Linked DNA regions of Mus musculus: all the other regions are linked to region 1. A link is a contact called in public promoter capture Hi-C data. All regions are on one chromosome and are shown on one strand. Each heading gives the region's core, a stretch centred on a gene start, on an enhancer-like site or on the middle of the called end of the contact. The rest is flanking DNA. Distances are from core to core; before and after follow the strand shown. Region 1 holds the start of Ctps (cytidine 5'-triphosphate synthase). Region 2 holds the start of Mfsd2a (major facilitator superfamily domain containing 2A). Region 3 holds the start of Cap1 (CAP, adenylate cyclase-associated protein 1 (yeast)).

What was found. Promoter capture Hi-C pulls out the DNA fragments that hold promoters and counts their contacts.
Region 2: a promoter capture Hi-C map of pre-B cells shows a contact between it and region 1, with 7 times the contacts expected there. The contact joins the promoter of Mfsd2a here to the promoter of Ctps in region 1. A contact is called at or near these places in 6 of 39 promoter capture datasets (cranial neural crest, embryonic stem cells, hippocampal neurons and 3 more) and 1 of 115 datasets of contacts at active chromatin or transcription factors (embryonic stem cells).
Region 3: a contact with region 1 is called in a promoter capture Hi-C map of pre-B cells, with 3 times the contacts expected there. The contact joins the promoter of Cap1 here to the promoter of Ctps in region 1. A contact is called at or near these places in 4 of 39 promoter capture datasets (cranial neural crest, maxillary cranial neural crest, pre-B cells and 1 more) and 3 of 115 datasets of contacts at active chromatin or transcription factors (astrocytes and embryonic stem cells).

The regions. Positions count from the first base shown.
Region 1 is chr4:120,568,793-120,571,612 of GRCm38.p6, forward strand. It overlaps Ctps (cytidine 5'-triphosphate synthase), which reads right to left and starts at 1,484. Exons shown (of 19, transcript NM_016748.2): 1 at 1,359-1,484.
Region 2 is chr4:122,959,780-122,962,599 of GRCm38.p6, forward strand. Mfsd2a (major facilitator superfamily domain containing 2A) reads right to left here and starts at 1,409. Exons shown (of 14, transcript NM_029662.2): 1 at 1,162-1,409. The coding sequence starts at 1,254.
Region 3 is chr4:122,884,628-122,887,447 of GRCm38.p6, forward strand. It overlaps Cap1 (CAP, adenylate cyclase-associated protein 1 (yeast)), which reads right to left and starts at 1,449. Exons shown (of 13, transcript NM_001358035.1): 1 at 1,187-1,449.

The sequences.
Region 1 (2,820 bases), core at 234-2,733:
TCTGATGTTCCTACAGATTCCTCAGTTCAGAACAGGTTGTCACGGGATCACCTCATCTTGTCCCAACTTTATTCAGATCTCTCTGTGTGTATGTGCGTGTGTGTTTCTGAGAGAGAGAGAGATTGAGACTCAGACAGACAGACAGACAGACAGACAGACACTAAGATTCTGGCAGTCTCCCAGAGTGACTGGCAAAAAAATATTCCAAAAGCCACAAAGAGCCAGTTGGAGAGGACCCATTCCCTAACGTTTACAAACTACCTATTATGGGAGAGCTACTCACATGCTGGGGGTACCACAAACTTAAGTCAAATGTGGGTCCAACTTAAGTATCTCCGGGAGAGATGACCTGGACTGAGGGAGGATCCAGGAGCTCCTTTTGAAAACCTGCCTTGTAATGGGCCCGTAAGGCTGACTGACTGAAATGAGCTAGGAATCAGGCAAAGCATGAACAAGCAGGTGAGCCCACAGGATGCACCAAGAAAAAAAGATTAGGGCAAAGGGATGGCCAGGGGCCAGTCCATGGGCAAAGTTGAATGTCCACGCTGCACTTTTTTTTCTGAAGATGACAAGACACAAAAGGTTTTTCAAGTACAGGAGCTATAATATAGAGCAAGGGGCACCAGATAAATTCACGAATGAAAAATGTGAAAGCTTTTGTTAAAAAAAAAAAAAAATGAAGTTGGTGAAAATCAGGCTCAGGATCCACCGCAGATGTGCTGAAATCTAAATCTAGCCCCGAAGTGCCTGATGCCCGGGTTCGCACCGCCGTAAAAAGTGGGACGAGAACCACAGCAGCACCCACCCGCGTCACCCGGCTGCTGAGGATTTAAAATAATGAGTGTGGACGTAAGGCAGCCACGCTGACGTAGTGGCCTCAAGAACGCCAGCATCTTCGCGCTGGGCTGGAAAGAGAGACAGCAGCTGGGTAGCCTGGGCCGTGAGGCCCAGCGAACCTACAAGCCCCTTCCTCCCGCGCGCCGGGCAGCGCCGGGAGGAGCTCAAGGCCGCCAGTCGGGCCCCATCACAGGCTGGGGCTCTGGGAGACCCCTCCGCGGCGGCACACCGCGCTCTCTACCTCACCAAGCCCGGCTGCCCGCGTCGCCGGACTCGGCCCCTTTCCTTAGCCGGGCCACGCGGCCCGCGCGCGGGAGCCGGCAGCTCGCGTTCCGGGACTGCCCGCCCCACTCCCGTTAGAGATGCAGCCCATTGGGCAGAACGCCGGGCCAGCTCTCCCCTGATTGGTGAGAAGAGACGTTTATCGCCCCGGCGGCGTGGCCGTCCGCGCCGGGCTCTGTCGGCGCCACAGGCTCTTGCACCCGGGAGCCGTTCCACCGGGATCCCTGAAGTCTGCCTACCTGAGGCCGGCTTCGGAGTCTCGTGTCAGCCACAGCAAGGCCGGCGCGCGCGTGGTGAGCCTCGGGCAGCCAGTGCTCGGCCGGGCCGCATGCGCCAGCCGTCTTTCTGAGAGGCGGGCTCTAGGCGGTGCGCACGCAGAGGGCGGGGAGAGGCGGGCCCAGGGGAGGGTGGGGCTAGGGCGCGCATGCGCGGGACGTCTCGCCGCAGCTTGTTGAGTGGCTACTGCGGGTGGGTCTCGGGAGTTGTGGGTTCTGTGGGCTTCCTCGCCCGAGGTCTAGAGGATGCTGGTGACTCGCATCTAACCGGAACCCTGAGGGCCTTTGCCTGGTCCCGCAATAGCCGGTGGACACTCTCACCTCCCATCCGCCTTCCCTCAGGCTGCGGGCCAAATCATCTCGTGCTCTCGCCCCGCACCGCCGCCTTCTCCCGGTGCCTGCTTGTCTCCCTCTTAGGCCGGGCCGCTTGGCTTCACGTCCTAGCCAGCTGCCTTTCCACACAACGCACCCTGACGGTGCCTGCATTAGAACAACTGTCGCGAGCCTACTTCCATCCGGCACTAAATGTAGAGAGGCAAACGAGCCCACTTCTAACAAGTCATGGGGATTTTCACAGACGATTGGGACTTGGGGAGTTAGTGTACAGCGGGTTCTGAACACGTAGCAGAAACGTTTACTGGCAAGGAAGGGAGGGAGGAATAGAAAATGAGGCAGAAGAAAAAGTCTGTGTGCACATTCCAGGCGAGGTCCAGAAGAGCCTTGCAGAGTGAACAGTGCAGGCTGGAGAGGTTGGAAGGGCAGCTCTATGCAGAGCGTTGTAGGCAAAAGATTTACAGCACCCAAGGTGATGATTTTGTCTTTTGAATACTACATAAACCCATGTGAGTTTTTAATACCCTCCACCCTGCAAAAACTACACAAAGGTTTCCTTAGGAAGTACCTTGTACCTTGAACTCCATCCAGGAGGCTTGTTTCCTTCCATTAGGAGTAATTTATTGCTTTTTTTTTTCTTCTGTCTTTGCTGAAAGAGTTAAAGAAAAGGTATGCCTCCCATGACCATACTGGTTTTTTTCAGGAAAATGACTCAAACAAGTAGAATTCCAAGAAACCACTTAGGAGAATTCTACAGGGGCTTCTCTCGGAGACTTCCGGATTCTTTCAGATCCCAACCAACAGCATGCTCTGAGTCTGCCCAAATACCCAAACTGCTCTGCTCCAAGAAGCTTCCATAAGAGGTACAAAACTGAACTCCTCCCCCAGTCGCTCTTCTGGGGGACCCCTTCACTCCCCTCCACTCTCCCATATTCTCTTTGATGGTCTTGCTTTCCATTTCACCAAGAAAATGCAAGCCAACAAGAGAACTTCTGTCTACCAGCCTGCTTTCATGTGTGCGAGCAGCATGGTCTTTCATCTTGGTACTTCAGACAAGTGGCTGCAGTGGAGAGGGCAGCCCCCCTCTTCTCAC
Region 2 (2,820 bases), core at 159-2,658, 2.4 Mb after region 1:
AGAAAATAAATGAATAAATAAATAAATAAATAAATAAAATCTTCTCCCAGGCCCTCAGCTCCTTTCCAAGTTACCCAGAAAGAGCATGCGGTAGCAATGGGCCTGTCCCTACCTGGCACTAGCTGCCACAACCTGAAAATCCTCTTGCTGCCAAAAGTTCCCTGAGCCCAGCCCAGGCTCCCTCCCTGACGCCCCGCAGCAGCTAGGATCCACCTGCGTCCTGGATGAGTGCACCAGAAGGGGGGGGGGCGCCCAGCCCGCTGCATCCTCAGCTGTTCTTTCAATCTGTCCCAAAGTTCCCGGGCCCCTGTAGGGAGTCTTCAGCTCCAGGCAAACCCTTGAGCAGTCCTACCATCCATCTGCCTAACACGCACCCTTTCCAGCTCCTAGGGGACCTTGGAGAGGGGTAAAAAGGGCTCCAGGTGCAGGGCTCAGCCCTCTCCGGGTGGAGCACTAGGGGAGGCTGAGGTTGCCCAGGGAAAGTAGAGATTACTCATACATGGTAACAGCATAATTGCTTACTCGTTTCTTCCAAGAACAGTTAATAAAATTAAAAGGAAAAGTTAAGCACCTCCCAATTAGCTATATTGTGAGAGATTCCTTTCCTGGGGCCGCATGGTTTCATGGTGTGGTTAAATAGATCCAAAGAGTTAGAACGGATCGGAGAGAGAGGATGTCGAGACACGCGGAGCTCTGTGCATGTGAACCCTCAGTCACACAAACGCTTTCGGTATGCGGCTCCTTTAAGAGCAAAGCCCTTGTTCTTATGAATGAACTTGAGTGGCCCTCCTCAGAGTTAAAGCACGAGAGTGGGGGGTGGTGAGAGATGGAGAACCAAAGGGACTCTCAGACTTCTGGGGTCTCTTCAGGTCTAGGGAGAGAAACTAGTGTGGCTCAGCACAGTAGAACCTAGAGCGCTGGGGAGAGCCCCACGCCGCGTAGAGTTGCCGGCGCCTCTCTTGGCGCAAACCCATTGTAGGGGTGTGCAAAGGGGCTTCAGACTTTCTCCATCACTCCCGGTCCCAGAGCACTCCTTGCTTTTTTCAAGCTTCGCTGTACCCTGTTACCGCCAAGTGTCCCAAGGCCAGACCTAGTCTCCGACGCCCCTATACCCACATCCCGGCCGGCCCACCACCCCTTGCCCTCCTCTCGGGACCTCACCTTCACCTGGACCGGCCGTTCACTGGCTTGGAGGATGCTGGTGGGGAGCAGCCCCGCCGCGGAACCGCTCTCGGCGCCTTCTCCTTTGGCCATGACCCGCGGGCCACGCCGCGTGGGACCGGGACGCCGGGATGCTCTTGTGTTCTGCCGGCCGGCACTCGCCTGTGGCTCCGATCCTAGGCGCAGCCCCAGCCACTACTACGTTCGCTAGCACTTAGCAAACCAGGAACGCCGGCGATGAAAACTCCCTAGCACGTCCCCTCCGCGCCTCTTAAAGGTTCGGGCCTGCGCCTCCAGCCAATCCCTGCACGCGCCTGCCCATCTCGGCTGGCGGAGCCTCGCTGCTCAGCCACGTTCTCAAAGCCGGCAACCCACACCGCGTGCTCCTAACTACCTAAGCAAAGCTGAGAAACCCACCTGACTCGCCCGAGGAAACTGAAGTCCCAGGCTGAAAGTGACCTGTCCGAGGTCCCCCAGAGTGAGTTTTCCCTGAGTAGAGCCTGTGGCCCTTGACTTCTGAATCCCCATCAGCTCCTTTTAAAATCCGGAGTCAGGTGGCTTCTCCCCTCCCCCAAACCTGAGGCCATGGGCTGTAACTTTCATTATCAATGTCCCTCGTGTCTCAAGATCGACAATTTCCTCTTCCTCCCTTTGAAAAGTAGGGGCCTTTTTCAATGGGACAGAAAAATTACCAAGTCCAGTGGCTACCGCTTCCAGGCAGGGGAACTCGCAAGTTCTAAGAAGGAGCCATGGCCACAGCAGCCGTTTATGGGTAGCTTTCTAACAGGCTTAACATGACCTCACTGGGTGCTTATGAACGCCATCTGAGGGTGGTACTATTATTATCCCCATTTTACAACCCAGGAAAGGGGGACACAAGAAGAACAGCTGTTGCGACACAGACAGGCCAGAAAGGTTTTGTCCAGTTCCAAAGTCTTTACTCATAACTCTCCTGCTCTGCCCCTCAGCATAAATTACAGAAGGCTGAGCTATGTCTGTGCTCCCAGACAGGAAGCCCTGGGAGATACAAGACGCCAGCAGCCCTCTGTGTCGAAAAGAAAAGAAAAGAAAAGAAAAGAAAAGAAAAGAAAAGAAAAGAAAAGAAAAGAAAAGAAAAGAAAAGAGAGAAGAGAAAAGAAAAGCTTTGAGAAAGAGCATGCAGAGGAATGTGGTCCTTGAAAGAAGGGAGGACCGTCATCATCTAAACAGAGGCCAGGCATAGGTGCCAGCAGAGAACGGTCTTTGCTGCCTTTCCTTCCACCTCTGCTAATGGCACTCCAGCCTTCACAGATCCCCAGGAGCCTGGGTCAAGTCCAGCTCTCCCTCTTCAGTGAAGTTACTGCTTAGACTCTCAGAGACCGCTCACACAGGACCTGTGTTTCTCAGTGTCAAGCTTTTTTTTTTTCCCCTCCTCTTAGTTCAGATTGCAGGGAAGAGCTATTGAGATCTGACTCCTCCACAATGGCCACAGCACCCTTGTGTGCCCTGGCACATCACTGTCCAGAAACAAGCCAAGGGAAATAGTGAAGACTGTAAGAAGGCCTGTTGTCCCCACTGTCACACTGCCCTCTCTCTCTTCCATACTATAGGAGGGAAGCTATGGAGTCCTGTACAGTCTCTTCCAGCCCTAAATTCTTCACTCCTTTGAATGGCAGCATT
Region 3 (2,820 bases), core at 199-2,698, 2.3 Mb after region 1:
CACCCTTGATTTGCCGGTTCCTCCCATACTGTACATATCACCAGAGAACAAGTGTATTCCTAGCCAGAAGGGCTAAGTGCCTAAGCTAAAATGTTTTCACACATACTGAGGTCCAATAAATGCTTGGCAGATGATGAACGTGCTGTTCTAACCCTGGATTTTCACTTCAAGGGAAAGCAGTACAAAGAGCTACAGCTGACAGTTCTGATACTAACTAACCTCTATCTAATATATTCTCTCTCTCTCTCTCTCTCTCTCTCTCTCTCTCTCTCACACACACACACACACACACACACACACACACCCTCTTGATCTTTCAAAACGCTTCTGACTCCCTTGCTGCGTCCTTCCACAGCACCCTCACCACATTTGTAACTATTTCTTAACTGTCTTTCACTGCTAACTCGATGGGGGCAATGACTAGACTTTTCAAAGCTGTATTCGATGACATTTTCCATGTTGCCAACACAGAATAAACACAGCGATCCTACGACCACAGGCACTTGGCAACTGTGCCAGACCCAACCTGAATCATCTGACTTCAGATCCAGAAGTGGACAGCACCTCCCATAAAGTTAGCTTGGATTGCGAGTGAACAGTGGCAGTCTAAGAGTAAGGGGAGCTCACTGAACGTAAACGCAGGGCTTACTAGCCTACCTTAAATTTAACAGGCATTCCAAATTTTTAACTTTTTTTTTTTTTTTAGTTCTACTACCAGATAGCCTTTAACCTGCAGCTGCCCAGATCGAAAGTTAGAGAGGTTCCAAGGAAAGGAAGGATCTAGGACTGGAAACCTCTCTCTAAAACCAGATTCTTTTCTTCTCCGAGATCAAGTTACCCATCCGAGTAATGGGAACAAGACCCGGTCAGGAGGAAATTCTAAGGTCTCCCAGGGTCCATTCAGTTGGTTAGGATGCCTTTAGGAATCAGGCCTCCGCGGAGGCTGATAGGCAGAGCTGCGAAATCAAGGAGAAAGTGGCTTCCCCAAGACCTCCTGGTTCAATCTGGTACCCCAGCCCCACCTCAAGAGACCGCACCCAGGAGCCCGGGATGGCCGAAGGGCCCAAACCCCGGCCTTTCAGCAAGACTCCTCAAACGCGCGTAGGCTAGCACAGCCTTTACTAACGGCCAGGACCCGGTGGGCCCCAAAGACCATCCCAATCCTTATCCAACCACCAACCCTCACCTTAAGAGTTCCGCCTCACCTCCGGACTGCGATCAGCCGCTCTCCACTTCCGGCAAGAACCGCCCAGCGGTCTTCGCGCGACCCACTTCCGGGCCCTCACTGGGCGCGGCACCCCCACCGGAAATGAACCACTGGCTGTAACGCTAGCCCGGGGGAGAGGAAGAAGTTTGGCCGCTCCGCTCGTGACTCCGCCCTCATTCCCCGCCACCGGAGAGAGAATCTGGCTTAGGAGCGTTTGGAAAAGGGCTCCGCCTCCAAGGGAGGTGGGGGAGGAAAACTCGGGGAAGGGGCGTGTCCACGGTTGGTCACGCCCCGAGGCCCAGACCAATAAGGAGCTGGAGTTCCTAACCAAGCCCCACCTCCTCAAAGGAAGACAGCTGAGTGGCTGCTTGTTTTGTCAATTTGTGCTCGGAGACTGAGGTCGTTACGTTTTTAGCCTCAGTCCGGAAGAGGTTCAGGGAACAACAGTGGGGCTAGAAGGCTCTGAGACCCAGTGTCTGGTGGTTGGGGGGACCGGGACCAAATTTCGCCCCTGGCTGGGCGTGCAAGCCTTGGTTTCCCTGTCTGTAGTACAGAAAAGCAATGGACTCGGTCGCGGAGGCTAATAGAGTAGGCTTTGAGCGTCTGGGCATGCTCGCCCTCGCTCGATTCCGAGGCTAGGGCTGGGAAGGTGGAGAAAATCTTCCACTCGCGCCCCACTTCCTGTTTGCTCTGTGCGTTTTGTGACCATAGATGGTCAGGTCCGTGGCTGTGCTTAAGCTTCCGCCTCAGGCTTCGGAGTTCTTCCTCCCACCCTGTAGGGTGTGGTCCCTGAAATGAAATGAGCAAAATTAAAGGAGATCTTGTCCCATTCCTTAAAAATCTTGCTTTTGAGGCTTCATCGCCCCAAGCTATGTATGCCCAGCTGGCTGCTAATGAGCCCGTGTGCGATTCAGAGCTGTAACTGCAGCCTGCAGGGCAGTCTTCGCCTCCCTGCTTCTTAGACGGGGGATCGCGTCTTTGTTTCCTCCGGACTTAACACTTTCCAACCGGTCATTATCCTCCCACAAAGATTTATTTCTAGAAAAAAAATTGGCGAGTGCTGTGCTATGGTTCCTACCCCTTCGACTGGATGACTGACAACTCCGCGTTCAAGTTGAATGCAGGTGTTATATGCCAGAGTCAATCATTCAACAAATACAGTTCATGTAATAATAGCTACCATTTACTGTGCGCTGACTACATGCCAGGCTTGTGCTGAGCGCTCAAACCATTTTCATTTAATCCTAATAGCAACTCTCTGCGGTAGGTACCATTACATCCTCGGAGCTTCAAATGAGGAAGCTGAATAACTTGCCAAGGTCACAAAGTAGATGTTGAAACTTTAAACAGAGCACGCATTTGACTGTCTTAGAACCAATGAATTTAATCATCCCCAGTGATAGATAGATCTGGGAACATTTGAGGCATTGGGTGCCTCTGGTTGTAGACGTAAGTTGTTCCATTCCTGACTCCGAGCCCTTTACTAGCGTCCCGACTTTGATCAAGGTGCTTTGGACAATTTACTGGCCTCCCCCAGTTTATGACTCCCAGTTTGTTTAAAACAGAAATGACAACATACCAAATTATGGCACAAAAATCATCCGTTTATAATA